Linked DNA regions of Mus musculus: region 1 is linked to region 2. Evidence: chromatin contacts called from public HiChIP or PLAC-seq data. All regions are on one chromosome and are shown on one strand. The core of a region is the stretch at or near the end of the contact, and the rest is flanking DNA. Distances in the headings are between cores, read along the strand shown. Region 1 has its middle 15 kb from the start of Gm41907. Region 2 has its middle 9.5 kb from the start of Gm28626.

Region 1 (6,999 bases), core at 1,650-4,149, 180 kb after region 2:
CTTAGAGATGCTTATTAAGAAGTTCTGATTCAATAAAGGGACTGGGTGATAAGACTTGAACTCTCATTTTTGGTTACATCTCCTTCCCCTGCCCCCCACTACTTTTAAAATGAATGAGCATTAGGGTTCCTTTATATTGTCAAAGTGACAATTCACAAATGTAAATTACTTACTGTAATTGGGAATTAAAGAACACATTTAAGTGGAGCACGGTGGGACAGACACTGCCTGGTCTGTAGTTGCTGCTTTTTTTTTTTTTTTAATTTTACGTGTATGAGATTTTTGCCCAAATATATGCAAATGCTAGTGAATTGCTCACAGAGGCCAGAAGAGGGGGTCAGGACTCTCAGATCTAACTACAGAGTCAATCACTTTAGTCAATCAGTTCTAGGAACTGAAGCCAGGTCTCTGAACAAACAGCCAGTGCTCTTAACCATTGCACCATCTTTCTTTCTTTCTCAGATTTATTTTATTTATGAGTACACTGTAGCTGTCTTCAGACACACCAGAAGATGGCGTCAGATAACATTACAGATGGTTGTGAGCCACCATATGGTTGCTGGGAATTGAACTCAGGACTTTTGGAAGAGCAGTCAGTGCTCTTAACCGCTGAGCCATCTCTCCAGCCCCACACCATCTTTCTAGTTCCTCCCACGTAGTTGCTTTACGGAGACGGGATCTAGACCAGTCAAAGTTGCATGAATACAAGAGATCCTATCTCAAAATGAAAACAAAAACCAGGGTCTGTAGGATGGCAGAGATAGTCAAGAAAGGTTCTTGGTAGAGCCCTAACCCTGAAAAACTGAGACCCCCACAGATTGGTCAGTTCCCAAAAGTTGTGCTCAGACCTACAGATGGCATGTGAAAGCCTGTACTAAATAACTGATAGGAAAAAAATAGCATTGAGCCTTCATTTTGTTCTGAGTCATTGATTTTTCAGATTTGTTTGTTTGTTGAGACAGGAGTCTCTGTGCTGCCCAGGCTGTCCTGCAATTTACTCTGTACCCCAAGCTGGCCTTGAACTGAGAGATTTACATGCCTCTGTCTCCCAAGTACTAATATGAAAGGTGCGTGCCACCATTGTCTGGCTCCTTTTCTTTTTTAAAGTTCTATTGTTTAGAGACAGGGTTTCCCTATGTAGCCCTGGCTGTCCTGGAACTTGCTCTGTAGACCAGGCTGGCCTCGAACTCAGAAATCTGCCTGTCTCTGCCTCCCAAGTGCTGGGATTAAAGGCATGCGCTGCCCGGTTAACCCCCTTCCTTCCTTCCTTCCTTCCTTCCTTCCTTCCTTCCTTCCTTCCTTCCTCTCTTTCTTTCTTTCTTTCTTTTTTTTTTTTTTTTTTTTTTTTTTTCGAGACAGGGTTTCTCTGTACAGCCCTGGCTGTTCTGGAACTCACTTTGTAGATCAGGCAGACCTCGAACTCAGAAATCCCCCTGCCTCTGCCTCCCGAGTTCTGGGATTAAAGGCGTGCGCCACCACGCCCAGCCTAACCCACTTTCTTATACAACCCAGGACCACTAGCCCAGGAGTGTGTGTGTGTGTGTGTGTGTGTGTGTGTAGAGGTTGTACAGACCTGCTGTGTAGACCAGGTTGTCCTCAGACTCACCAAGATCTGCCTGCTTCTGTCTCCTGAGTGCTGGGATTATAGGAGTATCTAATAACAATTTTTATTTCTTTTGAGCTGACCTCTACCTGAGACCTGACTCTGCTTCCTAAACGCTTGTATTAATGGAAAAAACAAAAAACAAAACCATACCAGCTAATTGTATCTTTTGGGGGGTAAGGGGGATTGAACAAGGTTTGGACCACTCTCTGTAGACCAAACCTTGAACTACGAGATCTAAGAGATCCACCTGCCTGTGCCGGGTACTGGGATTAAAGGAGCGTGTTACCACTGCCTGGCCTAATTTTATTTTATTTTTTTTTGAAGATTTATTTATTTATTATATGTAAGTACACTGTAGCTGTCTTCAGACACTCCAGAAGAGGGCGTCAGATCTTGTTACAGATGGTTGTGAGCCACCATGTGGTTGCTGGGATTTGAACTCCGGACCTTCGGAAGAGCAGTCGGGTGCTCTTACCCACTGAGCCATCTCACCAGCCCCTAATTTTATTTTTAAAAGATGTTTTTTATTTTATGTGTATGGGTGTTTTCCCTGCACAGGTACCTATCTATGCACCACTTTCTTGCCTGGTGCTCAGGGAAACAACAGAAGGCAGTCTCTGATCCCTTGGGATTAGTAACAAGATGGTTGGTTGTGGGTGCTGGGAATAGTATGCTAGCCCTCAATAGTAAAAAGTGCACTTAACCACTGAGCCATCTTTCTCCGGACCGCTTTTATTTCCTTTTTTGAACATGTTTCTAAACTAGGGTTCAATGACCCTGAACTCTCTTGCCTCCACTGCTAGAAAGAATACTTACAGGTTATGGTTAAAATACTTTTAAAAATGGTTTGTCACCGCCTTCGGTGAAATGTCTCTTTAACAGAAAATGTATTTCTGTTGCTCAAAGGCATTCCCAAATCAAATTTGCAAATAGCACCTTGCAAAAGGTTGGGTCAGTTCGGTAACTTCTATGCCTTTGCCTTATCCATGGGAGTCTCACATCGCGATACAGGCACTTTACAAAGGGTTAAGCTACCATCTCCGTGCTCAAGGGGACCGTGAGAGGTAGAGAACTCGGGAAGCAAGAGGCGCCATGGGCTGCCCAGCAGGCGTGCGGGTCCCCACAGGCTCAGAAACGCTGCCAGCCGCGCCATTTAGGTCGCAGGAGAGAAGATGGAGGATGCTCATCCTCCCGGCGCGACCCGCGCCTGCGCCCTGTGTACCCGATGCGTCCCGTAAGGCCGTTAGAACAGGCAAAGGAGGTGAAAGGGAAAGGAAGGGAAGGGAGCGTAGGGAGGGACCAAGCCCGCGGTTCCGGCGAGCCCGGCTCCTGCGCCGAAAATCCGTTCCAGGTCGTCAAGACCTGAAGCCGCTCCACGAACCCCGGCCGCGCTCCGCGTTTTCCCTAAAGCCCTTTGTGTCCCCGCGCGCCTCTGGGAACGCGGGAACGCGCGCTGAGCTGGGCGCCTGCGCAAAGAAAGACACGCCCCCAACCGGGCGCCTGCGCAAAAGGGGGCGCGTGCAGGTCGCACGCCTGCGCAGAAACAGGCGCGCCCCTCCCGTACTTGAGGATGGGCGCCCTGCTCTGCCCCGCCCCTGCCCGCCATTTCGCGTTCCGTCGCCTCTCCTGAGCCGACGTTCGCGGCGTTTGTGTGATGGACGCCTCGAAGCTGGTACAACAAAAGCCGTCGTTGCTCGAGCTGCGCGGGCTGCGTGTCTTGCCTCTGGCCACGGCACCCAAGGACGGGGGAAGTGGGCGACTGTGCACACTCTGACATGGGTTTGCTAGTCAGCCCGTGCGTGCAGAACCTTGGCGCAGCCGCCTTCTCGTTGTGTCCATCCTCGAAGCCTGCACCCTCCTAACCTACATGCACAGCCAGAGTCGTGTTTGCCCTCTTCTTCTAAGTGTAGAGACTGACGGGCTTCCACGTATCGTGTGAATTCGTTGGGAGGATGTATTCGACCTAAGTGTGTCTTCAGTTGGGTTGCACCTCCTGGCTGATTATAATAAGGTCTGCACTCAACTTGTTTTTGAGTCTCGGGGAGCTGACTAGATTCACCGGTACCTTATTCTGTGTCTTGAGAGAAACTCTCGTTCGAGACATAGAATCCATCGTTCTTGACGAGTTAATATAAAAAAAAACCTAACCACCCGGTTCCCATTCCTTGTGGGATTCTATTTTAACTTTTGAGACAGGGTCTCCCCTGATTGCCCAGGTTGGCCTCTAACTATAGCAACAGCCTGCCTCTGTATCCAAAGTGCTACGAGAAAAGACGTGCGCCACTACTTCCGATGTACCTCTCCTTATGTTTAAGCTTCTCTTTGGGTACAGCTTTTGCACAAAAGGCATGCAGTGACGAGGAGAGTGGCCCCTGGGTGAATATTCAACTAAGGATGTCTTAATGACCCTGGGAAGGAGGTGGGTTCTTTTAAAAGGTCAAAAAAATGTGTTCTGGAGGAAGCTCTTTTGTGGACTGTTGTCGCCAAGCGTATATTTGGATTGAAAGAATCTAATGGGAGGCCCAGCAGTGGGGACAGTCATAGAATAGAGGGTGTGTGGAGAAAGACACGGGTTTGTGGCATCTCCAGAGGAGAGAAGCCTCAAGAGGTGAAGTGAGATTGAGTGCATCCCAGACCAGCATCCTTAGGAATAACTACTACAGTGTGTTCTCTCTCAACATTAACCCCACTGGTAGCCCTAGCCTTAATATAACCTTGAATGCATCCCGCTGATCCTTCCTGGGTGCTGAATTACACCACACCCAGCAAATAGTGCACATATACCTAACAATAGCTACCCTAAGAAGAGACCGGAAACAGATGGGTGTGGGGTCACATGCTTTGAATCAAAGTACTGGGAGGCTGAGGCAGGCCTAGCTCTGAGTTCCAGCCTGAATGGTCTACAAAGGTGTAACTTTTCACGTAGCTTCTAACTGATGGCCTTCTTTCCACACATATCTCCAATGTATCCTGGAGCGCCTGTGTGAGCAGGTCTCAAGTCCACAGATAGCCCTAATGTATCCTGGAGCACCTGTGTGAGCAGGTCTCAGGGACAGGACTCCATTGTAGGCTGTATCAGTCACTTACAACTACAGTGAAGTTTTTGTTTTGTTTTTTAAGATTTTTTTTATATCATGTATGTGAGTACATGGTCACTGTCTTCAGACACACCAGAAGAGGACATCAGATCCCATCACAGATGGTTGTGAGCCACCATGTGGTTGCTGGGAATTGAACTCTGGACCTCCAGAAGAGCAGTCAGTGCTCTTAACCACTGAGCCATCTCTCTAGCCAGTGTTTTTGTTTTACTTTAAGATTATTCTACAGGTGTGTATGTTTTGCTTGCATGTGTATATGTGTGTGCATAACTTGCATGCCTAAGTGCATGTGGAGGCCAGAAAAAGGCATCAGATCCCCTGGAACTGGAGTTAGGAATGGTCGTAGATCACCATGTGGATGCTGGGAACTGAGCCTGGGTCCTCTGCCTAAGGCAAGTGCTCCAAACTGCTGAGCTGTTCTCAACTCTGTCCATCCCTACCTCCATTAAAAAACAAACATCAAGCCAGGTGTGGTGGCGCACGTCTTTAATCCCAGCACTCCAGAGGCAGAGGCAGGCAGATTCTTAGTTCGAGGCCAGCCTGGTCTACAAAGTGAGTTCCAGGACAGCCAGGGCTACACAGAGAAACCCTGTCTCGAAAAACAAAAAACAACAACAAATGAAAACATTTATGCACTGTGTGTGTCCCTGTAGAATTCACCAGAACTGGCAGGGGTTGCTTCTCCATTGTAGTCGGGCTAAGGGATTGGACTTAGATTGTTAGGCGTGGACGAAGGTTACCAGGGAGCTCAGGTTGCTTTTTTTTTCCTCCAATTTTGTGTCACCTTGTGGGAGGATCCTTTTCTGTTACCAAGGTGCTTTGTTTTGTTTTTGTTTTTGTCTTTTTTTTTTTCAACCTACTCTGTAGCCTACCTAGACTGTTCTAGAACCTACCAAGTAACTGGGCCTTGAACTCTTGGCAATTCTCCTGCCTTCGGGTGTAAGCCATCAGACCTGTCTGAGGCAGCATGTCCAAAGTTTCCTTCTAAAACTTTGGGCTCCCTGTTTCCCACAGAGGTTCAAATGGTCATCAGCCTCAACCTTAGTAGCAGGAAGTACAGGTCTCTGTCTCTGTACTGGTCTTCAGTATCCTTAATTAAAACATGGAGGGTGGGCTGGGTGCACCCCTTTAACTCCCGCACTTGTGGGGGAGTAGAGGCAGGCAGTTCTCTTACAGAGGCCAACCTGGTCTACAGGGCTAGTTCCAGAACAGCCAGGACTACACAGAGAAACTGTATCTCAAAAAAAAAAAAAACCCCAAACATTTAAATAAATAAATAACCCTAGCACTCCAGAGGCAAGCAGATCTCTCTGTGAGTTATAGGCCAACCTGGTCTATATAGTGAGTTCCAGGTCAGGTAGTAGGGTGGGGCATGAACTAGTGGGATGTTCCTCCACATAAAGGAATGGCTTAGTGGTACATAGACCAACCGGCTCTCCTGGTCTTTTCACAGTTGCTCCAGATTTGAGCATGCACCAATGTGTCTTTAAGTTGGATGTTGACCGTGCTCCCAGAACACCAGCTAGCTCTCAAGCCACCACAGCTGTCCATTATAGTGGGAGTATCCTACTCAGGAAATCTGGGCAGCTCTGGGAGTTGAGCATTGACAGTCGAACTTCCTGCCAGCTGGCCAAGGTCCCTATGTCACTCAGGCATGGCATCAAGTAGGTTTTGCCACTCTCTGAACCCACCAAACAGGGGCAAAGGTTGGGGCCCCAGAAAGCCAAGTTATGAAGCCTGACTTATAAACCTAGTGGAGAGGTCAGCTGTGATGGCTCATACCTTTAATCCCAGAATTTGGGAGGCAGAGGCAGCAAGGCCAGCTAGACTCTATGAGTCTGAGAGCAGCCTGGTGTACAGAGCAAGATCCAGGATATCCAAGGCCACACAAAGAAACCATGTCTCTAAAAAACCAAAGTAAAGAAATACATTAAAAAGTCAATGGGGACGGGTGTGGTGGCACACACATTTAATCCCAGCACTCCGGAGGCAAAGGCAGGCGGATTTCTGGAGTTCGAGGTCAGCCTGGTCTACAAAGTGAGTTCCAGGACAGCCAGGGCTATACAGAGAAACCCTGTCTCGAAAAAACAAAACAAAACAAAAAACAAACAAACAAACAAAAGTCAATGGGAAGTAGGTTAGGTGGTCTCGTCCTGTCTCTCCCCATCTTAAACCACAAAATTAGGTTTAGTGCTTTCTCTGTGCCCACCCCCCAGTCAGTGTTTGGTCCTTTCCAGTTCCCCCAACTGAGCTACTGCCCGGGGCTAGGTTCTATGCCCAGGAACCCCCTGGCAA
Region 2 (6,262 bases), core at 15-2,514:
GGGGTCAAAGAGGTTTGCTTTTCTTCTCCTTTAGTTCAGAGTGACAAAGGGCCGGCACTTACTATCTTTTTCTGGGTGGACATTAGTAACAGTAACAACTGCGGAGCATAGTCACTAGGTCCTGCGCTGGGAACATTTTGCATGTATAATCTATATTACTTTGTCTTTAGTAAAAACAGGTTTACGTTTCCATGTAAACTCTTTTATGTACCCTTGTCAGGGTGGGGGTGGGGGAACCCAAGCACACCCTCTTGGATCGTACTCCCAAATATCTCAGCGGGCAGTTCCAACTGTTAGCTCTCGCTCCACACCGGGGCACTACTGAGCGGACCTGCACAGTTTGGGGGCTTCTCGGGCCACGCAAGCTGCGGTGAAGCCTGAACTTCAGGCATCTAAGTATCTGCCTCTGTAACACTCAACATGACAGCCATCCTTTACCAAAGAGCAGTTGGCTGTGGGGATCTGGGTCCAGGGCCTCTGGGTGAATTCCATAAACAACCTCAGGCTCTGTTATAAAGTGGCAACTTTTAGGTTTGGAATAACAATCGGTGTGTGTGCTGGGAGGAGGGTTTGCTTACTATGAACAGAAGGCTTCAACAGCAAGAAGTTCCTGTCCTCAGCTACCAGCTCTGTATTCAAAGGGGACTTGAAAGGGGGCAAAAGGCCATCCCACTGTTACCCAGAGCTGGGCGGCCTCCTCCAGCATATTTGCATAACTAAAGGAGACCACTTAAGGAATCCTGGCTTTCACAAAGGAAACCTGTTCCTAGGTGTAGTACCGGGGAGTAGGGGACGCTTCTGGAATTCCGTTCAACACTATATTCAAAGGAAGAAATGGAGGTCTCCGAAGGATCCCACAGCTATTGTGTGACAGGGATTGACTGGAACCCTATGCTCCCAACCCCCACTCCATACCATTTCCCCCGGCATCCCTCCCCTCCGGGTTCCTTACAAACAACCTAGTGGTAAATGTGTTTGCTTCTCTGTAAAAGCCTCCAGCACGCCAAAAACTGTTAGATTCAATGAGTGACGGCATTTGGAGAATCTCAGAAGCATAGCACCATAATTATTTAAATATTCTGATGCAAGGGTTTTCTGTTCCCACAAAGCCCTGGCACTTACTGAAATGGGAGGGGTCGGAGATCAGAGGACAGCTTGCAAAAATAAATTCTTGCCTTTCAGTAAGGTGGGACCTGGGACTAGAACTCATGTGTCAGGTTAGGTAGGAAGTGCCTTCACTTGCTCAGCCATCGGGCGGCCCCCCTTTCCCACCACTTTCTAAGCAGATGACTGCACACTGACCACTCTGGGGGAACACTGAGGTTGACTTCTCTCCCTTCGGTAGACAAACCAGTTTTCCTCCGTTTGCAATTCAATTCTACAGCTCTGTGGGGAAAAAAAAAATGCGGGCTGTTAAAAGGCTACTTTAGCTGCCGGACTATTCTGCCTCGAACCAGTAACTGTTTTCTTATTTAAACAAACACCTAAACTCGGGAGTGGGTGGAATGCAACTTTTGCATAAATTTCGGATACAAAACTGGAACTGTAGGAAGCTAGGAGATGGTTAATTCTAAATCAGTAGGTAGTTAGGGAGAGAGAGCTCAGACTGACCTCTGAGTGCTTCCACTATAGATGGAGCTGGGCCCTTGCACAAAAGAAGCCCCTCCTTTCTGTAGCTTTTTTTAGTTTTTAATTTATTTTTATTTTATTTATTATTATTATTTTATATATATATATATATATTTATTTATTTATTTATTTTGGTTTTTCGAGACAGGGTTTCTCTGTATAGCCCTGGCTGTCCTGGAACTCACTCTGTAGACCAGGCTGGCCTCGAACTCAGAAATCTGCCTGCCTCTGCCTCCCGAGTGCTGGGATTAAAGGCATGTGCCACCACGCCCAGCTTTTTCTTTTTTTTCTTTTCTTTTTATTTTATTTTATTTTATTTTATTTTTTCACTCCTGCAGGCCTCTGAACTAACTACCAACCAGCAGGATAACTCCCTGCCCCATTCCCTGGCCAGCCACAGATAACCCTCAGGGTGGCCTTTGCCAGCTTTTGAAAGTCCCCACCCCTGTCTTAATCAAGTCCTTGCAGACCTTTAAACCGACCCAATGGGCTAAATGTATCATGCCCAGTCCAATTTAAAGGGAACCCAGCCCTGCACCACACCCTATTAGAAAATATATAAGCCAAGGTGTGGTAGGCACTCATTTAGTCCCTGCATTTGGAGGGTAGAAGCAGATGTATCTTTGTGCTCCCGAAAAAACCAGTCTGGTCTAAGTAGGGAGCTCCAGACCAGGCAGGGCTACATAGACTTTGTGTCAAGAAAAATAAACAAACAAACAAAAACCCAACACACACACAGAGAAACAGAGAAACTAACTACCTCAGGACAGAGAAAGCTACCCTTTTTCTCTGATACCTCCCGCCCCCCTCCCCGCCCCCCCACCCAGTCGCCCTTGTTAGGCACGGGATTTCGCCTCTGCAATAAAATTTGTGAAGATGGGTGCTGGAGAGATGGCTCAGCAGTTAAGAGCACTGACCACTCCACAAAGTGAATTCCAGGACAGCCAGGGCTATACAGAGAAAACCTGTCTTCAAAAACAAAAACAAACAAACAAAAATAATAATAAATTGTGAAGATGGACTGCAACTTTCTTGTCCAGTAATTCTTTACCAGATAGAAAAAAGTACTGGAGAAAGGAGAACTAACAGGCAACATAAACTTGGAAGTACATTTTACATTCTCTATAGGCCCTTCAAGGTAAGCCAAGTACTGTATATATCCAGTCTCTTTGGTGTGGTCTGAATCTCCCTAGGGGCTTGGAGAAAATACTTGACCAGGCCATAAACTGAGCGAATTAAAAAGGAGCAGGAGAGCCGGGCAGTGGTGGCTCATGCCTGTAATCCCAGCATTTGGGAGGCAGAGGCAGGCGGATCTCAGTTCGAGGCCAGCCTGGTCTACAGAGTGAGTTCCAGGACAGCCAGAACTTCGCAGAGAAACCCTGTCTCAAAAATCAAAATCAAAAACAAACAAACAAACAAAAGGAGCCGGATAGTTGGGAGTGGGCTTGGCACTAGCCAAAGGCCTTGAGACTCCCAAGAGCCTGGTGCTAGCCTGAGGGAATGGGATTTAGTGACCCATGCAGAACAGAAGGTGACCTATCGCGAATGGTACTGCGCTCTGGATTTCTCCGGCACAACCCAGCTGACTGCAATGTCCAGAATTCCTTCCCAGTCCTGGGTTCTGCAGGCCCAGCGTTTGAAGTCACCGGCAGGAGGGAGCCCCAGGTGGTCAACATCTGAGACCTTGCTGGGGACAGATGGAGTGCCCTGAGCACCTGTTGGATCCGGGGGAGGAGGCTTGTCGCGGCGGGCGAGTGCCCATTCAGAGGGATTGACTTTGTGCTGGGCGCCAGTGGAGTGAATGGCGTGCAGTGGTCAGCATACCCCCCGGGGCAGGCTGAGGGAGGGGTTCCCTATGTCCCCAAGGAGCAAGGGGACCTCCATAAACCCCGGAAAAAAGCGGGGAGCGCCCCCTGCCGACCTCCTGGACACCAGGCGCTAGAGAACTAATACCTTGGACCATTAGGTGCAATCTGAAATTTAGCATCACTTGAACATTATTAATGTTTTCGGAGAGCGTTGGTTGACTTCACACCAGACAGGTATCGGAAACTGACGTCTGCAGTGAGTGCGAAGGGTTCTTACTCTTTGCATACCCGGATGTATAAAGGTCTCCATTGACCCAGTTTATAATGCAAAAGCTCAGGCTTCAGCAATTCCAGCAAGGCTACCACCTGCCACAAAATATCAGTTAAGAGTTACAAAATATCAGTTAAGTGTCCATGGAGGCCCAAGCTTGGAATCTTGACACTTGGAAAGTTGAGGCAAAAGGATCCCACACAAGTTTGAGGGCAGCCTACGCTACAAAAACAAAACAAACAAACAAACAAACAGAGAGATTTACTCAGTGTGGCCACATTGGGAAGAATAAATAAAAAGGTCCAGTGAGTATTGGCCTGCGCCAGGTTTAAAGAGAAAAAGCTGAGAGAGAGAGAGAGAGAGAGAGAGAGAGAGAGAGAGAGAGAGAGAGAGAGAGAGAGAAGCTATTCATGATAAGGCCTGGTGAATCCAGTGAATCTGTGGTCTGGCTGATCGCTGCCACTGTTCTGGTTGTACAAGGTGGTCCTGGACTCCGCCCACCTCAAGGCTTGAGGGGCTCAGCCTGGGTCCTAGAAGATGAGCACTTGTGCCTCAGGCTGCAGCATGCCTTCCTATAGAATCACCCTTGTCTCAGAACTGGTTTGTTTCCCAAGCTTTGATCTTCCGGCAGAATTAGAATAACAACTTATCTCTGTGCCTTCAGCCAAAGGAAACACACACAGGGAAAGCAGAGATGCCAGGCTCCATCCTGCTTTAGGTACTCTGTGGTTACACAGAGAATCCTTGTCTCGAAAAACAAAGTCAAAAAGATACAAGAAAGAAAAGAAACTAAGATCTATGTAGACTATCGGTTTAAGGGGTGTTCTACAGTTCCTGGTTTATTATATGTCACTTTTAAGAAATAGGTTTTAAAAAGATTTTTTTATTAGGGGCTATAGAGATGGCTCAACTGTTAAGAGCACTGGCTGCCCTTGTAGACCACCTAGTTTCAATACCCCACACCCACATGGCCACTCACTCACTTGTAACTCCAGTTCCAGGGGATCTGATGTCCTCTTTGGTGTCCAGGAGCACAGACAGACATTCAAGAACATCACCTATACATATACAATAAGTTACATCTTTTAAAAAAATATATTAGAGTTATTCATTTTATGTGGGAATGTTTTGCCTGCATATATGTATGTCCACCACATGCATTCTTAGTGCCCCAGAGGTCAGAAGAGGGCACCCGCTGGAACTGAAGTTATGGGTGGTCTTGACCTGTCCTATGGGAGCTGGGAATCAAACCTGGGGCTTCTGTAAGAGCAGCAAGCCCTGAGCCATCTCTCTAGCCTCTGAAGAAAGTTTTTTTTTTTTAATTGCTGAGTATGGTTATAGACACCTGCAATCCCAGCATTCAGAAGGTAGAGAAACATTAGGAGTTCAAGGCCAGCTTCAGCTACATGGTTAACTCAAGATTACCCTAGGGGCTTCAGGACAGCCAGGGCTGTTACACGTAGACAGGTTGGGGGGCACAGATCACGCTGGGGATACTGGAGAGATGGCTCAGCAGTTAAGAGTGCCGGATGCTCTTCCAGAGGCCCCAGGTTCAATATCCAGCAACCATATGATGGCTTATATCTGTAACTCCAGTTCCAGGGGCTTCAATGCCCTCTCCTGGCCTCTGCCAGCAAGCACTTGCAGACACAGACACATCTGGGTGGATGTAGTGGTGAATGTCTTTTATTTCAGTGCTTGGGAAGCGGCAAATGCCTTATGAGTTTGAGGCCAGCCTGATCTACAAAGAGTTCTAGGCCAGGGCTACAGTGTAAGACCACTTGAGTTTGGAGCCCCCAGACCCACAAAAAGTTGGTATGGTAGTGGGTCTGAAATCCTAATACTCCAAGAAAGGAAGCAGAGATCACTAAGCATAGGGGACAGCTAGCCTGGCATATAGGACAGAGAAGCAAAGACCTCGTCTCAAACAAAGTACAAAGTGAAGATAAACAACCAAGGTTGTACTTTGCTTTCCACACACACACACCATGGCATGCACATGCTGTATGTACATAAACACACACACACACACGATGCTTTCCCTTTTGCATATAAAATCTTGGGGCTGGTGAGATGGCTCAGTGGGTAAGAGCACCCGACTGCTCTTCCAAAGGTCTGAAGTTCAAATCCCACATGGTGGCTCACAACCATCTGTAACGAAATCTGACTCCCTCTTCTGGAGTGTCTGAAGACAGCGACAGTGTACTTACCTATGATAATAAATAAATAAATAAATAAATAAATAAATAAATAAAATCTTAAAAATAAATAAATAAAATCTTAGCATATATGCACATTTGAAAGAAAGAAAACATCAAGTGTACCCAAGTCAGAACTTGAATAGGCCCAACCCCACATCACAACAAGCTAGAAATTACCCACAGAAGTAAATCAAATAGCAAGGACAATGATGACAGCCACCTTAGTTTTCTTTTTAAATAGCCACTGAGACCAAGAGAAAATTAAAAAAAAAGATAATGGTCAATTGTTTTGAACTCAGGTACACTACATGATTACATGTTAAGCGATAATAGCAATGTGCACCACACTATTC

Evidence for each region. HiChIP or PLAC-seq counts read pairs in DNA pulled down with a chosen protein or histone mark.
Region 1: a contact with region 2 is called in an H3K27ac HiChIP or PLAC-seq map of embryonic stem cells, with 7 times the contacts expected there. The contact joins two enhancer-like sites. A contact is called at or near these places in 1 of 484 Hi-C or Micro-C datasets (embryonic stem cells), 3 of 115 datasets of contacts at active chromatin or transcription factors (all in embryonic stem cells) and 1 of 9 other capture datasets (adipose tissue).

What each region holds. Positions count from the first base shown.
Region 1 is chr1:86,484,567-86,491,565 of GRCm38.p6, forward strand. No RefSeq gene overlaps it. Among named protein-coding and RNA genes, the nearest start is that of Gm41907, 15 kb to the left of the region's middle. Within about 2 kb of position 2,900, at least 406 of the 459 cell types and tissues checked have an H3K27ac peak or open chromatin away from gene starts, as enhancers often do. A contact at or near this core is called in embryonic stem cells, where this site is marked.
Region 2 is chr1:86,310,392-86,316,653 of GRCm38.p6, forward strand. No RefSeq gene overlaps it. Among named protein-coding and RNA genes, the nearest start is that of Gm28626, 9.5 kb to the left of the region's middle. RefSeq lists a cis regulatory region at 205-1,358. Within about 2 kb of position 1,265, at least 34 of the 459 cell types and tissues checked have an H3K27ac peak or open chromatin away from gene starts, as enhancers often do. A contact at or near this core is called in embryonic stem cells, where this site is marked.